Linked DNA regions of Zea mays: regions 2, 3 and 4 are each linked to region 1. A link is a contact called in public Hi-C data. All regions are on one chromosome and are shown on one strand. Each heading gives the region's core, a stretch centred on a gene start, on an enhancer-like site or on the middle of the called end of the contact. The rest is flanking DNA. Distances are from core to core; before and after follow the strand shown.

Region 1 (3,173 bases), core at 351-2,850:
ACACGATGATCCGAATGCGCGTTTGTGGAGTCTAGGCGTCTTAGAATGTTTAATGGAGGGTTTTTTTGTGTGTGCTCCATGCGCCTAGGGGTCCCTTTTATAGCCCCAAGGCAGCTAGGAGTCGTTGGAACTCCATTTGGTAGGCAATTCTTGCCTTCTGTTTGTCGGTGCACCGGACTGTCCGGTGACGCACCGGACAGTGAACAGTATGCGCACAGGACGCGGCACAGAATCTCCTGACTGGCTGATTTCCTTTTTTGTGGGGCACCGGACCGTCCGGTGCACCATATGACCGTAGGCGCTTGTCGACGTGGTAGGTAGTCGTTGCACGGTTGGAGCACCGGACTGTCCGGCGCCTCGCGTGGACTGTCCGGTGATTTATAGCCGACGTAGACAGGGAAAAACCCGAGAGCGAAGAGTTCCGCAGATCGTGCACCGGACTGTCCGGTGCTGCACTATCAGCACCTTTTTCTTCGTTTCTTTGTTTGTTTTCCTCTGACTCTTTTGGCCTTTACTAAGCTGAGTCTCTGGCACTTAGACAAGAGTGTTTAGCATATAAAACAATTTACAAAGTGTCAAGATATTACCTTTATTCTTTATTTGCATCTTTTTAATACTTGACACATATCACCTTTTAACAATATGTGTTGGCATCTAATCACCAAAATATTTATAAAAATGGCCCAGGGGCACTTTTCCCTTTCAGTTACTAAAAAGGGAATATCTCATTGGAAAAAACTCCTAATCTGAGTGGTGGCAATGTTTTGGTCTATTCGGTTGTGCCGCAATGATGTGGCCTTTAATTTTAAACCAATACCATCAATTTTGCAGGTTCTTTTCAGGGGACGTATTGGCTCAGACTTTGGATATTACTGCAGAAACAAAAAGCTCACCAAGAGATTCTTGTGGTATGTCAATCCTTAGAGACGGTGGCAATGGAGATCCTTGCAAAATATGGTTGGAGTTCTAATGTCAGATTAAAGGACGCTTGATTCGAGAACAAGTTCTTTTCAAGAATGTTCTTTTTTAATAATGAATGTTTTATTAATTTTCAAACTGTAATGCTCTATGTAGGAAACTACAAAAGGCTGGAACATTTTTTGTTTCCATTATCAAAAAAATATACTGTCGTTAAGATGATATCATAATTTTTATCTAATAAGTTCATAAAGCATACAATAATATCATCATATATTAAGAGGTTTTTTATATTTCGGATTATTCGGTCTATTCGGGTTCTCGAATCTATACCCCGAAATATAGCACGTATAGAAACTAAATCTGAACTCGAAAACCTAAATTGACCGACAATTCAGTTTATTTAGATTTAATTAGGATTCGGGTTTTAAAATGCTAGCCTCTAGCGGTAGCACGGACCTTAATGCTGCCAAGATTAATCCACTGCGTCTCTCAGGCGCTCCTGCGCAAGCCCAGAATGGATAGATACCAAATGAAGCAACCTGCACGTGCCACTAGCGATTTTTTTGCGGGCCGGCCCTGCCTGGTGGGCTTGCGGACAGGCCCGCGCCGCTAGCGTTGTGCGGAGTGCATACTGCAGAGCAACGCTCAAGTTCGCGAATCGCGAGTTGTGGCGACGGTAGAGGAAAAATAAGCCGTGGCCTCTCTTCCGTAAGCCCTAGCCCCTAGCCGCCAGTGTCGTGCATTCGTGCTGAGGCTCAACTGCTGATCCGTCTTCCAAGCTCTGGTGAGTCTCTCTCAAATATTCTTTGTCTCTGGTACAGTTGATATGAGCGTTGTAAGGCGGAGACATTGTAGGCGTGGGCTTGTGAAGTGGGATTCGATGGGGTTTGAGCATCTGTTCCATGGATCCTATTGGGGAGCTTTGTGCCGTTGCTTTGGTCTTGGCTGGCATCTTGCCGGCGTTGCACCGCGGCCTGCTGCAGCTGGCCTCTTGGCGGCTCTGATGCTCGCGGCGGCGCCGTTGTTGCGTATTCTTCTGTCTCTGCTTATATTGATTATTGAAAGCAAGCAAGGTTCACAACTGGCGTCCTTGTTTAAGCAAGGATGATTGTGCCAGTGGAGATTTCAGGGGCTCGTTAATGATCGGAAAATTCATGAAAGTTTCTATGCTGAGATTAGAGAAAGTTCATGAAAGTTCATGGACATTAAGAGAGTAGCAATTTGGGGATATTAGAAAACTTTTTATGTAGTTACGATCAATAAGGATGTGTTTGGTTGCTTGGCCCAGTCTGAGCCTGGCTCAGTGAGAGGACCAGGCTCAAGGGAGCCCGCATGTACAAAGAAAATCCAAAATGTTTGGTTGCCTGGTCAAAATGAACCAGACTCATATGACACATTGTTTGGTTCTCATTTTTTTAGCTTGGTTCAATTGGTTTGCCACCAGTTTTGATGTGTAAAATGCAGCTCTCGCCAAATTTCAAAATTGAACTAATTACAATCACCTAAATATGAACTAATTACAACAGATTTGAACTAAAAATATGATTACAACAGATTCCAGATGCTTTTCAGATTATAGCTCAAAAATATTCAGCAGATTATTTTTAGCTCATAAATATTCAGCAGGTTAGCTCAAAATCTCGCTGTGATTCTTGCAATCAGACTGAAGCGTTGAAATCCTACAGAAAATCACAAATTTAACCGCTTTCATTCAATAAAATTATTTGCACAAATCCGCTAATCAGGATGCAGGTTGAATTTGCAGTCTTCGTCGCTGTTGATCGACGACCACCCTTTGACCAATTCCTTGCAGAGACCTCTGAAAAGGCACCAGCAATCCCCAAATCAGAAATGAACTCGCGCTGGTAAATATTCAGCAGGTTACCGGCTGGTTCGCGGGCACGGATACGACGCCCCGCGCGCTCGCGAATGCTCGAACATGACATGACCTGCTGACAGATGCACAGCAGCACGAGACCAGCCCGAGGTGCGAGCGGAAGCAAGAGGATCGAAGAGAGAGAGGAGAGAAAGGGGGTACTTGCATGATGTGAGGCGACATCTCCGGGAGCGGCAGCGAGATGTCGACGGAGGCCGCCGACGTGGGAACCCTAGAGAGAGGCGAGAGCCCGTGAGCACGAACATGAGAGGCGAGACCGAGTGAACCCTAGAAAGAGGCGAGAGCCGAGGCGGCGGCTGCGAGTGAACTCGAGAGGCGAGTGAACCCTAGCACGGTTTTACCAGCGCGAGCACGG
Region 2 (3,173 bases), core at 196-2,695, 470 kb before region 1:
TCAAGAAGCAAATGAAGCTGGGGTTGACGGATTCCAATCCATTGACTCAGAACAAAAAGTTGTGGATGAAGCTTGTTACCAAAAGCCTTTCAATACCAAGGAATAACAGCAATTGTTAAACACTATGATACAGCCTAACAGAAGCCAGGACAGATTTCCAATGTTTAATGTTGGCGTTGTAAGTGTTTTTTTATTAATAAGCTGAAAAAACAGTGCAGCGAGTTTTGTTGTGTCCTGACTCCTGAGCTCAATTCATAACCCTGCATGGTGATGCTTATGGCAATTAGAACTAGGCATGCACTCCCAATTTTGTTATCTCCCAAGCTCAATTCAAACCCTACTATCAGTGACTGTTATGCTACTTGGAAACAATGGTGATGCTTATGGCAACTAGAACTAGGCATGCTCTCAGTTTTGAGCTCTGAACCAAATTTCTAGTAGACAGTGTAACTATGCAAATTCTGATTTGATGAATGATGAAAAAGTTTCTGTGAAGCAGATTTAAAACTACCCTGCAATACCAAATTTGCATACTGATGCAATGCTTCCAAAAAAATGTGCCTATGCTAATGTGATATTTCCACTTCGACACCAAATAATCAAGCATCTATGAATTGTCATCACTAGCCGGTTAAATTGATGACAAATGGAAACTTTCAACACAATATGTTAACTAACCACAAATTCTATAAAGCAAATAACTCACAGCCTACACAATTCGACAAACAGATATAGGCATTTAACAACCTATAACAAGTCATCGAGTAACAGAGACAGAATGATAACAAAGGAAGGTTCATTAGATCATACAGATGGAGCCAAAATAACAACAAAGACGCGGAAGAACACATGCACAGTGATCCACGAACCATGGGGCACAAAGGTACTTATATTGATCCCTGTGCATGTGCATCCACGAACCATAGGCCACAAAGGTAATGTTGATCCCTAAACATCTTCAGATTGCCCAAACGAGTCTGAATCGATGCGCTAATTAAGAGACCCCATCACGGTATCGACATAACACGATTCGCGATCCACGAACAACATCCGTTACCGAACCGGGCGGCAGTTCCCTCAGGCGAGGTCGTCGTCGTCGAAATCGGCGCCGTCGAAGCTGTTGAAGAACCCGGAAAAGGGGAGGGGCCCGCGGGCATCGCCAGCGCCGCCGCGGGCCGCGCGGTGCGGGGCGAAGAACATCTCGCCTTCCCCGTCCTCCTCGTCGAGGAACCCGGCCCCCGCAGCGCTGAGCGGCGAGTCGTCGATGTCCATGAGCGTCGAGATGGCGTCGTCCTCCATGGAGTGGGCGGCGGGGAAGTGACTAGGGTTCTGGCCGTGGTGCGGGGGCGGTTGGTGGCGAGGGTGGAGCTGGTGTTGGGCGGTCTGGGGTTAGCTGATATTTCCGGGTAGGGTAATTCAGGTAATTAGAAATTTGAGTAATAAAATTATGATTCGAAATATCTTCAGGAACTTGAAGCACAGCCTTAAAGGGAGAAAATGCAGACGAGATCTCTCGTTCGTTCAGCTAGCAGCAACTACAGGCCGAACCACAAGACAAACGAGAAATATGGAATTATGCCATTATGGAACGTGGGATTCGCCCGAATGCCATTATGTGCAAGAGCTTCGCTAGTGCACCATCCTCACACGTTGTTTACCGACAAAATGCCATTTATCACCTATTCGATGCATAAACAGAGGAGAGGGCACTTGCTTGGACCTTTTTGCCCCTGCTCCAAATCAAGACGTGGCTGACACCTTTGCTAGCATCTCACATTCGCTGGACCCGTTCACTCCTCCCGTTCCTCAACGGCGGCGGGAGCCGCTGCTGCGATTCCTTCGGCCGCTCCTCCCGTTCACTCTGCTCCTCCCCTGCCGCCGCTTAGATTGGTGCTCCTCCGTCGCCCTCGCTCGGTATTTCGCCACCGCCGTTGTGCTCAGAAGTCTGCCGCCGCCGTTCAGATTGCTCCTCCTCCGTCGGCAGTGGAGTCTCCATCCCAAGACAGCAACGCAACACAGTATAGGTGAGTAGATCCAGGACATCGCTGCTGCCCAGTAATTTATTCTTGCATTTTTTTTCAATCAGTTCAACAAATTACAGTACATCTCTGTAACCCTAGGTTACAGTGAAATCTCGCGTGCAGTTGGGGACAGTGGCTAGATGGAGTATAGTTGGAATGATTGTATGTACGGGTATGCTTCTACATGTACTAACTTTTTTTTGGAATCGAGCTGAGTGGAGAATAGAGCAGTGTAATTTCCCTAACCTTGTCCCCTTTGAATCCATTTTATATTTTATATTTTCAGCCTTGATGATGAGACCCCGCTTAGCTTAGCAATGGTAGTATATCCTGGTTCTCACTCTGAAGCTGTTATTGACTGGGATGCCCTACAAATTGTTGAGAACCAAGATGAGAAAGGTAGGATAGAAATCGTTGACGATGACAAAATGTATGAGTTGATTGGGTTGAGAGCTGAGGATGAAGCTGCTGAGAAGGTGGCTGAAGCTTTTAAGAGACATGATAATGGACCTACTAGTTATTGTGAAGATGAAACTCTTGGAGCAGCCATCCCTGTTACTGATGAAATTCCAGGAGAAAGGGTGATGGTGCATGACCCAGACAATCCTTGTATGGATATTGGAACAGTGTACTCCAGCATGCGTGAGTTCAGGCTAGCTGTGAGACAGTTCGCTATCAACGAAGAGTTTGAGCTAAACATCTATAAAACTGACCCAAGTCGATTTATTGGTTATTGCAAAGGAGAAGGTTGCCGTTGGCATATTGTGGGACGTAGACAGCATGATGGGAATACTGTTATGGTATAGTCTTTTGAGCCTATGCTTGCTTATATGTACATTTCCTATTTTTCATATGATATTGTTTACATGGTTACTGACTGAGATTCCCATTTGAAGGTAACAGTCTTAATTGAGGCCCACAATTGTACTTCTAGTGCTCGAAGGAAGACCACAACACCTACTAGTGCTTGGGTAGCATCAAAGGCTATCCATCATCTCAAGAAGGAGTCAAACATGGGCCCAAAGGAGTTGCGAAAAAGGTTGGAGGAGAAATATAAGTGTGAAATTCACTATGACACGGTTTGGAAAGGGAGGCAATTGGCTCTAAGAGAGTTACATGGCAGCTGGGAAGAGAGTTTTCAGATGCTATTCA
Region 3 (3,173 bases), core at 437-2,936, 420 kb after region 1:
CCCTGACACCCTTCTCGCCCAAAGCATTGTCAGAGATGTTCAGATATCTCAGGACAGAACCATCTAATGCTTTGGAGAATATGCGCATCACATCAAGGGCTTCATCCTCAGACCTTCCTGCCACAAAATCTGAGATATCAACCTCTGTGAGCTGATTCTTAACTGACTCAAGAATTGGCCCAGCAACATTAGCAGCACCAATACCAAAGCTCCTGTTGCTAAAGCAAATTCTTTTATATGAATTTCCTGGTTTGGTAAGTGGACTCAGCAGTTCCTTTGCTTCATCTGCCTCAATAAAAGCACGCTTGCCACCAGATATATCTAGTACAGTATCAGCAGACACAAGAGGTGTGTCAGCTACAGGTGCCTCCAGTTCTGCAGTAGTCCTTGGGCCTTTTTTCAGAACTTCCAACATCATCTTGCTCGTTTCCTTTGCATATAGCTGGACAGCAGAACTCCCATCACCATCTGGCTCCTCTCTGAAATGCTCATCAGCCAAGGCAAAGCAAAGTTCTTCAATCGTTTTTGCATTCTCATGAGCCTCTTGCTTTCCCAAAAGGCGATATTTGCGAGAGAAAATGGACTCTGTGGACAGATTGTTTGTCATCCTGTCAACAAGCATGATCCGTGTGCTTTCACTTGGTGGCCACAACTTTATAGAGAATGTCCTGGGTTGGAAATCTTGTGCTGAATCCATGTGACAACCTTGGACTTCACACAGCAACCTGTAATAGTAGAACATGATTTACTAGCCTTGCCTTGATAACATAAGATATCACAGCAAAAAAAACAACAATAACCCAACAATATGAACCAATTAAATTGTATCTTCCGGTCTCTTGGGGGAACAAAACATTAGTACAATGGTAACAGAAAAAAAAAACTAAGTATGCTGACGACTAAAGTCTACCACTAAAATACTAACATTGATTATTTGATTCACTAAACAAAGATATAGGCCGAGAGCCATTTCACAAGTTTTTTTTATTATAACCTTCTATATAGGAATGCAACACATCATCTACTCTGATTAGCATGTATAGGATTTGGCGAGTTCAAACAAAAGAAGAAGAAGAAAACTCTTATGCTACTGTCACAGGTTCATGGGGCTTCAACTGCTAATCTAGATGTTTGACATACATTGCTTGAAACGTCAATAAGCTACAAAAGCATATAAGTTCTCAATTTACTAATCCGAATATTCTACATACATTGCTTGAAACATCAATGAGTTGCACCAGCAAAGCTCACGATGTCACTGCTCAACTGAACCCATCAGACTAGCAGGGGTGAATGCAGTAAAGTACATAGGTGTGCAGCCAATAATTGTGGCAAAAAATTCGAAGTTAATAGACAGAATACATGTATTTACATGTATACACTTCTAATTTGATAGTTAGGGTTTGGATGCTCAGCTTCGCACAGCAGGAACGGAAGAGAAGGGTGGTCGTACCAGGCGGAGCTTGTCGACGACGAAGAGCCCGCAGGAGACCTGGCGAACGGACCGACGGAGACCGGGGCACAAGGGCAGCGGCAGCGGCAGCGGCAGCGGCAGCGGTCGCCCAGTCGTCGCCACGAGGGAGAGAGAGAGCGCGCACTGCTGTCTGCTGGAACGGTAGAGATCCAGCTCGAGACCTTCTGGCTGTGGGTTGTGGCCGAGCCGCTGTGGGGAGCGAAATGCGTTGTTAGGGTTTGGTTTGGTGGTCGGTGGCTGCTGCTATTTCGTGCGTGGGTAGTTGGGCCACTTGGGTGTACGGGATGGGCTGGTTGCATTGCAGGCTTGCAGCTCACCGGGAAAGATAAAAGGTCCATTTTACCTCGTTAAGATAATTTCTTTTCTGTCTTTTTAAAGATAATTTCGTTTCAAACCGTTTAGATAAAATCTTTTCAAACCCTACTCATGGCATGATGGCTCAGGGGGAGGGAAAACACAGCAGGTACACCAATCTTCTAGACAACGTTGACCATTTTACGATTATGGCCAACGTTTCACTTCGGTGCAAGAGGTATAACGTCTTATCTGTCTCTCTTATTGCTCTAAATAAAAACTTTAGATATATTATTTTTATTGTCAAAGAACGGAGACAGCTTAGAACCCTAAGCATCAATTTATTATTAGGAACTCAGAGTCGCTTGGCCGACGTGGGATTGTTATATTATATCTGTGATAGCTGTTGTTTCAGGTTATTTATTTGTGTGTGCGAATTTTTACTGCAGCTTGTCGGCTCTCCGGCGTCAGAATAATGCGGTGTCACCTCTTACTTACAGGGGATAGAATAGTTCACAATGAGCCGAAAAGAGGTATGAATAGTCTTTTTTTTCTCTAAAAAACATTTTTTTAGAAAAGAGAATAAATAACTTATTCCAGTCGCTGCATGTAAATATATATTCATGAAGCTGTCCAATATACAACATTTATCAAAGATCCTCACAACAGCACAACCTAACTCCAAAACCAAGATATAGATAAAAACACAATCCACTATAATGTAATCCTTTTAGAAAAGTTTCATCTATTGGTAGTGAAAATCTGCATCATGGTCGTTTAAAGCAGACGACATCCTAGCTTTACTTGTGATTCATCTTCTTTTTTTAGCGTATTGCCTACTGTCTCATCCAGTATGTTTCCCTGAAGACTACTTGTAATAGAGTAGGCACTTGTGCATTGTTAAAAATAATATCATTTCTATATACCCAAACCGCCCAACAAAAGATACAGGTTCCAAACCAAATTTTGTTCCTAAGGGTTCCCCTCTACCCCTTCAAGCCACAGTCCAAATATATGATGAATACTTCTAGGTGGTAAGATATTAAAGGAAACTTGAACACATCGTCATACACACCTAGCAATATAGCAATCGAAAAAAAGGTGTTGAATGGACTCATCTAAAATACATGCAACACACTTTAAACTTCCTTTCCATTGCTTTTTTGTGAGGTTGTCTTTGGTAGAGCTATCTTATTTATGAGATACCAGATAAAACATTTATCTTTAGAGGAATCCTAAGTTTCCATATGGAATGCCTTCTAGGGGCAACCTGCGACATTATGAGAGCTCTATACATCGACCGAACTGTGAACTGTTGAAAGGGAAATGTGCCCTTAGGCCATTTCTAAGTATTTTGGTGATTAAGTGTCCAACACAAATGGTTATGTGTTAAACTATGACAAAT
Region 4 (3,173 bases), core at 198-2,697, 280 kb before region 1:
ACCATTGTGGCACGTGCACGGTGTTCGCGCTGTGCGTGGGATGGGAACAATAGCGACGGCCTACGGAGATGGACAAGCACGAGGCAAAGCTAAGCACTTGCTAAATCAGAAACACGTAGCAATTTGAAATGCAATTTTAAAACGAAAGAATTTAATATAAAGGATTTTGCCAAAAACTGAAGGAAGACAGATGCAACAGGGATGCTCCTACTACAATATCTGATGCAAAGAACTACAGCTTGTGACGACGGTTTCCACCATGGGTTGGTGTTAATGTTGATGAACCATGTGATATTCGGTATCCATATGCATATGTACGTACGGAAATATAATGGAATTCTCTGATACTAATTAAAAAAGAGGCCAGCAATTTAGCATCGTTGAGAACTACAAGGAAGAGCAGAAGCAGAAAACAACGAACTGAAGCACATCACATGTAGCTACTAAACAGCATACATACGGACATACGGTTACTGAGTTAAACAAATTGTTCGACACGACGACATTAATATAGTACCAATACTTCATAAGTCATCATGCATGAACCCAAAATAACATGGAAACTGAAAACTAGGCAACGGAACATTATCTAACAACAACTAGGTACTAGTGTGTGAGTACGTCTGCACTGCAGTACTAGCTGCGCACATAAAAGCAAAGTAGCAAACCAATCAGTGGAGCATCAAGCCCATACCAACAAGCGTAGCCATGGCGACGCCGGCGGCGGCAGCGATCGCTGCGTCAACAGCGGAGGAGGAGGCGCCGTCGGAGCACCCGGACGGCATCCCGGGGCGCGTCATCGTCGGAACTCCAGGGCCAGGCGCGGGCGCCGCGGCCAGGGCCGCCGGGTGCACCATGACGCGCACGATGAGCCTCTGGCCTTCCTCGCAGTGCCCTGGCTCGCCGCTGATGAAGCAGAAGAATCCCGGGCGGTGGAGGCGGAACTCGGTGGCGCCGCCGGCGAACGCGGCGAGCGGCGCGCTGGCGTTGCAGGCGTCGAAGGCCAGGCGGTTCACCACCAGCACCGAGTCGTCGTTCGCGTACTTGAAATCTGCGAGAGGAACGGAGGATGTCGAAATGGATCCGTGCGCGTCATGGTCGGATTGTTGTCGAAATGTGGGAGTTAGGCTACTGGTGCTCACAGAGGCGGTCGCCGACGTGGAAGCGGTTGTTCATGGCCCACCATCCGTAGCTGGTGTTGGCGTCCGGGACGCGCCACCCGCGCGGCCCGCCCACGCGGAACTCCAGCCCCGGCGGCGCGGCTGCCGCCTCCGCGGCGACGACGCCAGGGTCAGCGACGAGGAGGAAGGAAACGACGCCGGCGAGGGCCAGCGCGGAGAGAAGGCGGGAGCTTCCTGCCGCCGCTGCCGCCATGGATCTAGCGGTGCACTGCACTCACGGTGGGAGCTAGCTTCCTTCGCGCGTGGTGCGTTGCGTGGGGTGGAATGGGATGCAGGAAGCGGTGCGGCCACGTTTTAGAGGGGCTTGACGGGCTCGTACGGTGGTATGACCATGCAGGCCTGCTGCGTCGCATCGCCGGTTGTAGTTTGACTGCGCGAGCGCTGTGTGTACTGGTGCCCTGGTGGGATGTGGGAACGTCCGAACGTCAGAACGTGCGTGTGTGGCGAGGACGTGGGCAACGACAACAAGGCAGGGGCGCGCGGCGCCGCGGCGGCAGTTCACGTCTGCATGGCACCATTGCATGGCGCCGCGGCGGCAGTTCACGAAATCGAAATACCACTGCAACTTCGTTCGGAACGTTATTTGTTGTCGTAAATATTCTATAATTCATTTTATGTCGCGTTCACGAACTTTTTTACCCATCCATGCATGCTATCGTCAGCCGCGCGTATGTGGCATAAAAGTTTAATAAGAAACATACATGTAATAATTTATTCCATGCACGGGCCGATCTCTGACATAGGCTGTCTGTAGCCCAGGTCGCGGCCCAGTAAAGTGAAGAGGCCGAATGCGTACGCGACCGCTCAGGCGCCTAGCTCCAGCCAGTCCCGTGAACATTCTCCCTCTAGCTAGTCCTCTACGGCTCTACCCTTAGCTACAGCCAGCAGCCCGCACCCTGCAGGCCACAGCGCCGCTCGCCCGGAGCTCCACCGCTGCCGCAGCCGCCCACCCGGACCCCCCCACACCTCGCAGCACCGCTCACCCGGAGGCCGCACCGTCGGAGCACCGCGCGAGCCCGCGACCACGTCGTTGTCCAGCCACCGCTCCGCCTTTTGTGAAGCAGACAAGCTGTGATTTGTGACCGTGCGAAACCCTAGTTGTGATTTGTGAAGCAGACAAGCAGTGAAGGTGAAACATGTGCTATTGTTTTCTTTGAGTTTGATTTAAAGTTTTGATTTGATTATTTATTTGATAGTAATCCCGTATTTATAGGATATGTTTGTAGATATTTAAGATGAAAAGATTTTGAAACATTTTCAAGGCTTAAGAACTCGGAAGATAAATTTAACTCGCAACATCAACTCATGGTATGTGCAAGATTATTGTATTTCTAGAATTCGTATCGACTTATTTTTGGACTATATATTTCTTGAATGTTTAAATTATATCTTAGTTCTTGTGTCATATTAAACATCAATTATATTTTTTGTTTGGTTTAAAAAATTTTACATCCTTAGCTTAGTAGCCCCCCTCTTGGATTAATCCTGGATCCGCCACTGATTTCATGCCCTGGCGATGACATAAAATAGTAAAAAGTTATATTCAAGTGGCATTGAAACATTTACGATGATAAAAATAATTAATGATTCTGTCCATTGGCTATGGGCCGGCAGCTGTGGGCGGTAATTGTACGTATACACACAACTTTAAGGTGTCGTTTGATTCATAAAAATATAATTTAAATGTTAATATTAATGGTTCGTATTCGAATACTGGCGGTAATAAGTTTGAATAAGTCAATATCCATTTCTAATATGGTATCAATTATGATTAGATTTAAACAACATAATTTAACGATATTGGTTACAATTATGTTACTAATATATGAACCAAACGGCACCTAATAAGTCCGACGGCGCTTAGCATAGAATCTGATGCATATAGGGTCCTCGCAGGGCTACAATAGTGGCACAGATCCACGATATATGTATTTTCACGTTCAAAAAAAAATCAATGCATAGTTCATAGTATAGAATTTTACCATAAACTAC

The links. Hi-C and Micro-C count contacts between places; a contact is called where the count stands out from the background.
Region 2: a contact with region 1 is called in a Hi-C map of ear, with 3 times the contacts expected there. The contact joins the promoter of LOC100278646 here to the promoter of LOC100284497 in region 1. A contact is called at or near these places in 2 of 25 Hi-C or Micro-C datasets (ear and tassel).
Region 3: a contact with region 1 is called in a Hi-C map of tassel, with 3 times the contacts expected there. The contact joins the promoter of LOC100191507 here to the promoter of LOC100284497 in region 1. A contact is called at or near these places in 2 of 25 Hi-C or Micro-C datasets (ear and tassel).
Region 4: a contact with region 1 is called in a Hi-C map of tassel, with 4 times the contacts expected there. The contact joins the promoter of LOC100284010 here to the promoter of LOC100284497 in region 1. A contact is called at or near these places in 3 of 25 Hi-C or Micro-C datasets (ear, leaf and tassel).

What each region holds. Positions count from the first base shown.
Region 1 is chr4:145,922,722-145,925,894 of Zm-B73-REFERENCE-NAM-5.0, reverse strand. LOC100284497 (h/ACA ribonucleoprotein complex subunit 3-like protein) reads left to right here and starts at 1,600. Exons shown (of 4, transcript NM_001370655.1): 1 at 1,600-1,705.
Region 2 is chr4:146,389,503-146,392,675 of Zm-B73-REFERENCE-NAM-5.0, reverse strand. LOC100278646 reads right to left here and starts at 1,445. Exons shown (of 1, transcript NM_001364472.1): 1 at 783-1,445. The coding sequence starts at 1,299. The coding sequence ends at 1,078.
Region 3 is chr4:145,504,233-145,507,405 of Zm-B73-REFERENCE-NAM-5.0, reverse strand. LOC100191507 (putative RAN GTPase activating family protein) reads right to left here and starts at 1,686. Exons shown (of 2, transcript NM_001136939.1): 1 at 1,454-1,686; 2 at 1-725. The coding sequence starts at 697.
Region 4 is chr4:146,201,416-146,204,588 of Zm-B73-REFERENCE-NAM-5.0, reverse strand. LOC100284010 (early nodulin-like protein 1) reads right to left here and starts at 1,447. Exons shown (of 2, transcript NM_001156908.2): 1 at 1,143-1,447; 2 at 478-1,051. The coding sequence starts at 1,374. The coding sequence ends at 672.